Regions from separate parts of the Danio rerio genome. Here region 2 is linked to region 1. The links are chromatin contacts, called in public HiChIP or PLAC-seq maps. All regions are on one chromosome and are shown on one strand. The core of a region is the stretch at or near the end of the contact, and the rest is flanking DNA. Distances in the headings are between cores, read along the strand shown. Region 1 has its middle 110 kb from the start of fndc5b. Region 2 holds the start of marcksl1b (MARCKS-like 1b).

The links. HiChIP or PLAC-seq counts read pairs in DNA pulled down with a chosen protein or histone mark.
Region 2: a contact with region 1 is called in an H3K4me3 HiChIP or PLAC-seq map of embryo, with 3 times the contacts expected there. The contact joins the promoter of marcksl1b here to the enhancer-like site in region 1. A contact is called at or near these places in 7 of 18 Hi-C or Micro-C datasets (caudal fin, embryo, fibroblasts and 2 more) and 4 of 4 datasets of contacts at active chromatin or transcription factors (caudal fin, embryo, gastrula embryo and 1 more).

Annotation. Positions count from the first base shown.
Region 1 is chr19:32,017,243-32,021,744 of GRCz12tu, reverse strand. No RefSeq gene overlaps it. Among named protein-coding and RNA genes, the nearest start is that of fndc5b, 110 kb to the right of the region's middle. Within about 2 kb of position 1,989, at least 40 of the 62 cell types and tissues checked have an H3K27ac peak or open chromatin away from gene starts, as enhancers often do. A contact at or near this core is called in gastrula embryo and pancreas, where this site is marked.
Region 2 is chr19:32,265,481-32,269,982 of GRCz12tu, reverse strand. marcksl1b (MARCKS-like 1b) reads right to left here and starts at 2,714. Exons shown (of 2, transcript NM_213223.1): 1 at 2,453-2,714; 2 at 8-1,303. The coding sequence starts at 2,539. The coding sequence ends at 767. LOC141379120 (a long non-coding RNA gene) reads left to right here and starts at 1,557. Exons shown (of 7, transcript XR_012395113.1): 1 at 1,557-1,663.

The DNA.
Region 1 (4,502 bases), core at 740-3,239:
AGGGAGAAGAGCGATTTCTGGGAGATTATCAATCATTTGCGGGCATCCGGTGGTCTCTATGCATTTTCGGGTCTTGGGATGTCTGAATTTTTTTCTCACGAGTGCCATTCGCGCCTGCTGTTCTCATGTACATCCACCAGAGGCCGCTGTCGACTGACTGACTGACTGACCAACCACCCAATCCTCCCACTCACCTAAACCCAACTGCAGTGTTTTAAAAAGAAATACAGAAAAAGAAAAGCCCTGATTTGTACCACATTTTCAGATTTTACCACATTCTCACCCAGTTATTTACTTGTTTATATGATTTTTTTAGCTTAAGTTTTTGTCTTACCTTTTTTCCTGTAACTGATCTTCACCAAATTCGAACCCCATTGTCGCGGTCAACGCCACTTGGTCTCAAGTCCGCCGACAAACTGGTAACAGCGGAAAAGCTGCACATATGGAAGCGAGAAAAGGAATAGTATCATACAGCCCCGTAGCGTTTGTTAGAAAGACAAAGCCACACGTGCCTCTGGCTACATAATTTGCGATCTTCAGAAATGTACATAGGGCTATGTTTTTAGAATAAGTCTATGTTGCAGAAAATACATTCTGTACACTTTATTTATTTTAAAACACAATGACTGTACATAAATAAAAGCTCATTACAGTTTCAAATGGTGTCTTACTCTTACATAAATTACAAAAATTTGATTCAAATAAATATAATAGTCAGCAGCGTTAGCCTCGTGGGCAGTGCATCGACATATATTGATATTTCACTTTTATTATTTTCAGATGTTCCGAGTTTAAGTCCAGTTATGGAGACCTTTCCCAATCCCAACCCCCTTATCCTTTTAGCTATGCTTCCTGCCCAGTTACTGTCCTATCTTAATAAAAGCGAAAAAAGCCAAAAATAAATCTATAAAAAAAATTAGTATATTTTAATCTGTTTTTACAAACTAACAACAACAAGCCTCTTGCCTGCACACAATATGTCAAAACATTGCTATGTTGATAATGCAGCCTTCGGTCAAACAAATATTAAAAAGCTACACTGTGCAGTTTAAATAATCAGTTGTCAAAATCAAGTGATGGTGTTTTATGAACAAGTGTAATACAAAGCATTGTTTTTGTAAAAGTATGTGCACAGCCAATGTATCCGTGGCTGTTTGAACACAGTTGAACACTAATAATTTATAACAAATGACTGAACTTGATTTTAATTAGTATTTTAGTTAACAGTTGTATATGCTACATATTTCTAGAACTTTGTATCTTTATACGTTTTTAGTCTTACAGCGTAGTGTGGATGGAGATCTTTCCCGAAAATGCCAGTATGGACGATGATAGTTTTTATTTTAAATCACTGTGTCAAAATGAAACTAGTGTGAACATAGCCAAAGAGAAGGGGGGGATTGGTGAAACAGCGGTGGGGAGAGACAGAAATGGAGAGAGAGAAAGACAGGGAATGTGGGGGAGGAAAAGATGGAGGTAAGAAGAGAGGGAAAACGGAGGGGGGAAAACAGCGGTGGGAGACTGGATGGGTGTTTCCATGGTGATACTTTCGTCTTTTTCTACATGCAGAGAGACCATGGTGTTAACCATGTGAAGCTTTTGCCTGTCTCTCTCTCTTTTCCTCTCTCAATGTTTATTTTATTCATTTGCCTTCTTCCATTACTGAAGCAGAGGGTGAATTAATAAATGAGTAGAAAAGGGGATAAATAAATTAATAAAAAAAGACACAATACCCCTCCCTTTCCAAAATGCCAATTGTGACCTATATATCTGTCTGATTTGTAGGCGTTTCCTTCCTTACAGTGATGCTCGATGTACATACCTACAAACGCACACGCACACACGGATAGATAGACACAAAAGTGGTGCAGACGCACAAAATAAAATGTAATCCTGCTTTCCAATAGAGTCAGACCCCCATCCCCCCTTCCTCTTCCCAAACCCGAGCAGACGTGATGCACATCTTAACTAGCACGCGCGCATTCGCTGATATCCAGACACGCGCTTTTATGGGTGCTCATCATAACAGACTGGTCAAACTCAGCGGTTAACAGGTAAAGCGCGTCTGGAACTGACGCAAAAAATACGAGCAGTTGTGAAATAAAATGCCACAGCTGAATCCGGACATACAGGTCAAATGTATATGAGGGTCTAAGCATGATATTTTGCGGTGAAGCGTGACATGAATGAAGACAAGGAGACCAAATCCTAGGTGGCTGAAAAAGGGTGTCGGCTGGAGGAAGAGACGGGAAGGTTTTTGGGACAATGTCGACACCTGGTGGTCATTATGGGAAGTGTTCAACCATTAAGTTTTTTTTTTTTTTGCCTTTCAAAAACAACAATTTAGGCCAAACTCAGTCCAAACATAATCTTGCACAAACTGACTGAGACATGTCAGATATACAGTGAATCAAGTACAAAACCAAACAAAAATAAAAATTAAAAAACAATGTACAAAATAACTTAATAAAACAAAACAAAAAATAAACCATTAAGTTAATATACAAAAAGCGTTGTTTGATTTTAGGCTTGAAGAAATTATGTATGGTGTATAATATAATTAGCGTTGACTGGCAGATAAATTATGCTAATGCTTTTAAAACACAGCATGCTAGAAAAGAAATCAACTCAAATATCTTTACTAAAAAATTAAAATCATGGTGTGCATCGAGGCTTAAGTCTAAACAAAACACAGATTATTTGTATTTTTGTTGTCCATAGCGTAAAAGTAAAAATATATATTTAAAATAACTCAACAAGAAAAAAAACTATTTTATTTTTTCATTAAATTTTAATCACTGATAATTTCTTTATAGTGAGATTATAGTATTGCACAACCAAAATAAAATGAATGAAAAATGATAAGTGTGTAGATAATAGATAATGTGAGGCTATTCTGTTTTTTTTAAATGTGCTTTATCTATTTTTGTGTCACATTTAATTACTGGATTTCTAAAGACAACATACACCTTAAAAGTAATAAAATAGCACTATTATTAATAGCATTCTAAGATAAATTGTTAAATAGTTAGCACTATTAGATAATTGGCTTAAACTAGGTAAATCACTTTGAATGGTACAAGTCATTAAACGCTATATATAAATGGTGCTGTTAGCGGTTTTATTTATATGTCAATTTCATATATTTTGCTATTAGTTGCAATTTACTACAATGACAAAATGAATGGGAATTTAATATATTTTATATATATATATATATATATATATATATATATATATATATATATATATATATATATATATATATATATATATATATATATATATAAGTAGCCTACTCACCAATTAAAACTGGTAATTGAAGTGTTTGGCCTGCAGAGGGAGCAGCAACATTAGAGTTTGAGAATATTGACATCGACACACATGATTTTTTTCATTACAGCTGCTCTGCTTAGTTGGAATCTACACAAGTATTAAACTTCAAAAACACATGCATTAAATGAATTTAAAAGAGAGCAGATAACTAATTTTAAACATGCACTAGGCCAATTGCTTACTTTGGCGATTCTCAAATATAGGGGACTAAAGCCAACTAGCAAACTTCTGAGTCCTCCAGTCTTGAAATGGATTAAAAAGAACAAAACCACTACACATCAAGAAGTTTCTTATTTCAATATATAATTTAGGGAACTTGGATAATATGCAATATTTCCTAACCTGGAAAAATCCTATAGCTTTATGGTCATTATTAATAATCAAATGTGGACATTGAGTTATGGTTTACTGAGATCACTTGTAGAAAGAATGAAAGAACGAACAAACAAACAAATGAAAGATGGAAGGAAGGAAGCAAGGAAAAAAACAAACAAACGATTAGTGTCTTTATCTAACCATATTGCTTGAAGAAACAATAGAGTCCATATTTCCATAACCATTGTGCATGAAGTATATGGCTATTTTTCCACAATAAGACATAAAAACAAATGATGATTAGTAATAAATAAATTCCCCTAGATAATTATTTTAATAACAGTTTATTTCATTCAAATCTATTTTAAACTCAATGTGTCCTTTTGTACAGTCGTGGTCTATGGAAGCCCACCCGCTTGTTAAGTTGTGAGTTGTGACATATGGAATACTGTTTCCGAGTCCAAAGCACTACTCATTTCAATTGAGATAATATTAGTTTATGACCACTTTTTAGTCCTATCACACATTAAAGTAAATTTTATATAAAATCATTACTGTCTCTGGGCACCAATATTTTGACGATTTATGAAAAAAAAAAAACATACACTTTCTGGCCATTGCATATTAGACATGAATATATATATACATATATATACATAAATATTGCGATCGAGAATTTCGAAAGTATTACATCACTTTGTAAACGTTTATTATTACCATTTGTTGAGTCTCCCCATCCTGTTTGATAGATTGATTGGACCAGCAAACCACTTTGCATAACATCTAACTGAGCAAGCAGATTTGCACCAAAATATTGTAAAAATTCAATTGCACATTTTTCTCTTGTAATC
Region 2 (4,502 bases), core at 1,465-3,964, 250 kb before region 1:
CAGCATCTGTAGGTAACCAACATTTATTTACCATTATCAACTTTACAATAAAACCAGTAACATCTTTAAACATTAGCAAAATAAAGAACAAAATTGGTCAAATGTATTTACAGAGACCAAAAAGCAGATCAAGGCTCACATTTAACACATAACAACTCTGCTTCTTTTTAAAACTTCAAATGTGAACATAGCAAGCTCAAATGTGTTTTTATTTCGTTTTATTTTTTTTTCTTAAAGCCAAGATGAAAATTAAAATGCGATTTCAAACAAACAAGACAAAGCCTTCTGGATATTTAAAATGGTTCTCTATACACCACAAAATACTTAAATTTGGGTTAAAATATAGGAATGTAGAAAGTTGGCAAGTCTTTTTCGATTTCCTTTTTTTTAACAGTCATTATATGTGGTGATGTTTATCTTGCACAATTCATCAATATAGTCGCATCTATTCGGTGGTGGGCTTGAAAGATGCTTCTCCTTGATCCTCAACTCACTCTTGTGCTGACATCCCGCTTCCAAGAGGTTTCGGCCTTCGCTCGGAATTCCAGATCTTTAAGCCATTATCAGGGAAGTGAACTAGTGAATCTAGTTTGTCATTTGTTATTAATCTTGAAGAAAGTGGCACAAGGAGTCTTTTTCACATACATGTGTATATATACATATACATATATCCATGTATATATACATATGTATACATATACACATATATATAAATATATATTTTTTTCTTGGAAAAACAGTTCACAAAGTCCTTTGTGAAGTACAATCACTCCTTCTGTTCAGATGGTGCAGGTGTTGAGTTGGTCTCCTCTGTTTGTTTCGTGGCCTCTACAGCAGGTGCAGCAGCCTCTTCCTTTGCAGCAGCAGGCTCCTCAGCCTTGGCTGCAGGCTCCTCGGCCTTGGGGGTTTCAACAGGGGCAGCGGGTGTCTCCTCGGCCTTGGCCTCCTCCTCTTTCTTCTCCTCAGTGGCTGCTCCATTCTCCTCTGGCTTCTCTTCGGTAGCTGGAGCAGCAGCAGCGGCCTCTTCCTTCACCTCAGCATTCTTCTTGCTCTTCTTCAGTGAGATACCCTTGAATTTGAAGGAGTTCTTCAGGGAGAACTTCTTCTTCTTCTTCTTGGGGGTCTCCTTGGTGGCCTCGCCCTCAGGTTTGGCAGCCTCTCCCTCAGCGGCAGGCGCTGGTTCGATGGCGTCGCCGGCTCCAGCCTCAGATTCCTTAGCTGCTTCTGCAGAACCGTTGGTGGTGGCAGCATCTCCCTCTGCCTTGGCAGAGACATCACCATTGGTCTTAACATGACCGTTCTCCTGAAAAAAGAAAAAACAAAATTGGAATTCAGCATAATGAATCAGAAGGCAAAATGGATGATTATTTACTACGAGTTTACTACTTTTGCATAAGCTCTAGGGCATTCCTTCAATCGTCGACGGACACATCAGTGACCCGTCACGTAAATAATGCATGTCTTCGAGGTGACGCCTTGCAATGCCGCGCAGCACCAAGCGAGGGCGATAGAGCATCGCAGAACACCACACACAATGCGAAGCGAGACGCAGCTTTGGAACAAAAGACGGAGATCGAGCGAAGCACGATGGAGAATTTCATTGAGCTTCATTCACCGCTTATCCATCGACGAACAAATAACCACAAACGGCGATTTGAAAGAGGTAACGTAAAATATTAGCACCCTCATTGATAAGAACGGGGTTTAGTCACACAAAAACCCCAAAAGCTTGACCAACTGTAGACACTCGCCCCAATGTCTAGACTTTAAACCCCGGTGCGTCTGGAAATGAATACTCCACGCGCTTCCCCACAGACAAAAATACAACTAAAAAAATCGATGAAAATCCGACCAAATATTTACGAAATTAAATGTTTCAAATGAAAAGAGAGAAATCTGTTAACACTTAATTAGTAAACCGAAACATGAAACTATCCATTGTATACAATACTATCAAGTTTTAACCCGAAAATGAAAAAAATGACAAAAACAACACTTCCAAAATACCAGTTACATCCATTTCTCCCCAGATAGATCGCAACCCCCTGCTGCTGTTAACCCATGCATAGTGAATACGTGCAGCATCCTCCTACACTGGCATTAATGGAGATCGCATGGCAACAACACCGACCGTATCCAAACGACAAAACCAATTTCAACGACAGAAATGAATCGAAAACGTGTAGCAAAAACAATCTGTTTTCAACGCAAAACAGAAAACCGTGTATCAACAGCCTAATGGGATTGTCCTGAATGAAACCATTCGACGTGACATTATAAATAAGACAATGAATAAAATGGTTTGCTTTTGTTTCATTCCCTTTTCCAAGTAAAATCACCGTCTGCTCGCCACACTTAGAGAGCTGGTTAAATCGCAGACGGTGGTTTGCAACTCTCGCTGAAGCACTTGTTGGTCAGATGTGGGTGTGTCGCAGATGGAGAGATGAATTACCTGTCCGTTAGTCTTGACGGCAGCCGGGTCAGCAGCGGCGGCTTTCCCCTCCACAGCCACTCCTCCCTTTGATGCCTGGGATCCCATTATACTAAATGTGGTTTTAAAGTAAATTAAAAAGAACTCAAATTCAGGTGAGTGGAAAAAAAATTAATCCAGACCAATGGGCGTAACGTGCATCCAAATGCGCGAGGAAAGTTGCTGTTTTTTTCCTTCAGAAGGAAAACTTGAGATGATCCACTCTTGTCTTCCACCCGTGAGCGTCGACTCGACCTACTACTACCAGTTCCAGTCCTACAGCGCTTCAAGATAACCCGAAGCCCCGCCCTTGGGCGTGTCACGGTAACGCGAACCAATCTGAAGCACGACCCCGCCCTCCATGTCCCGCCTCTGTTGATTCCACATTAGCTTCATAGAAATAGAAAATGGCAACGAACTGGAAAGAAGAAGGGAACCAACGGGGTGACTTGTTGAATTCCCTGTTACTAAGAGCAATGGGGTTACAGTTTACTTGAACCCATTGAACTACACACTAGAATACAAGCATTTAAGGCTTGTCTGTGGTGAATGTGCCCTGTCGTTCAATATATGCAGCTCACTGTGCTCAAGACAACAGTGGCATTTAATAATAATGATTAATAGCAGGGCATAATTTACACTCTTATCTGATAAACAACTTATATGCTTCGTTAAACTTTTTATATACAGTTGAAGTCAGAATTATTAGCCCCTCATTTCTAATAACTGATTTATTTTAACTTTCCCATGATGATAGTAAATCGTATTTTGCTAGATAGTTTTCAAGACACTTCTATACAGCTTTAGGTGACATTTAAAGGCTTAACTAGGTTAATTAGGTTAACTAGGAAGGTTAGGGTAATTAGGCAAGTTATTGTATAATGATGGTTTGTTCTGTAGATTATCAAAAACATACATTGCTTAAAGGTGCTAATAATTTTGACCTTAAAATTGTTTTAAAAAATCAATAACTGATTCTATTCCAGCCGAAATAAAACAAATGAGACTTTATCGAGAAGAAAAAATATTATCAGACATACTGTGAAAATGTCCTTGCTCTGTTAAACATCATTTGTAAAATATTTTTAAAAAGAAATAAATAATTCAAAGGGGGCAATAATTCTGACTGTATGTAGGCTACTCTGAAGATTGAATTTTTTAAAGTGTCGTACACGATTTGAGTAATATTTACTTCTGTGTATTGTTAATATTATATATATATAATGGTAATTTGTACAAAATCGGTGCTACTGATGCATGCGCACGTTTTAGTGTGTCAAAAATTGATGCTTGTAAAAGAGATTTTAATTATTTATTTATTTGTAAATTTAAATTTGTTATATAATGATATATAATGAATTGCATAGACTGAAAACAATAGGCATCATTGTCTGTAAACAATAGCAAAGATGTGATTAACAATTGGAACTAAACTAGGCCAGAGTTAACAACATTGCCCACATTAATAAGTGACAGATGCATTGGCTCCAGACTATCATGAAGTCTCGCCCAACCTTTATCATTAAGAAAAGATACGGAAGACACATCTCCTGCCTTTTGATAAGATGTTTTTTGATCTATATATGAGTTTATGATTGCTTGCATTTGATCATTTGCTTTTAGTATGAGAATAGACCTGTGACCCAATTTGTGGCCACAATCTTTCAGTTGTTTACTGTTTCTCGCTGATGATAATCAACTTTAAGTGCCACCAATAATTTCCTCTGATATAATTTACAACATATAAATCATTATCTAAATTTTTATTTTCATCTTCCTCCTTTACTCCTCTTTTTTCCCCTCTCTTTGGCCTTGTCAAATGACATAAAGTCTAAACTGTTTGTAAAGGAATGCAAAGCATGCGAACGCTCCAGAAGAATGTTTCACCGCATCTGCATCTCGCCACTTTCTCAGAATGTCCAGAACCTTAGGGAGGGGGAATAGGGCAGAATACGGTTTTTGTGTGTCAGATGAGAGAATGTAATGAATAAGCTCATATAGTGAAACAGTCTCCTCTTTTTCTCCTGGGAGA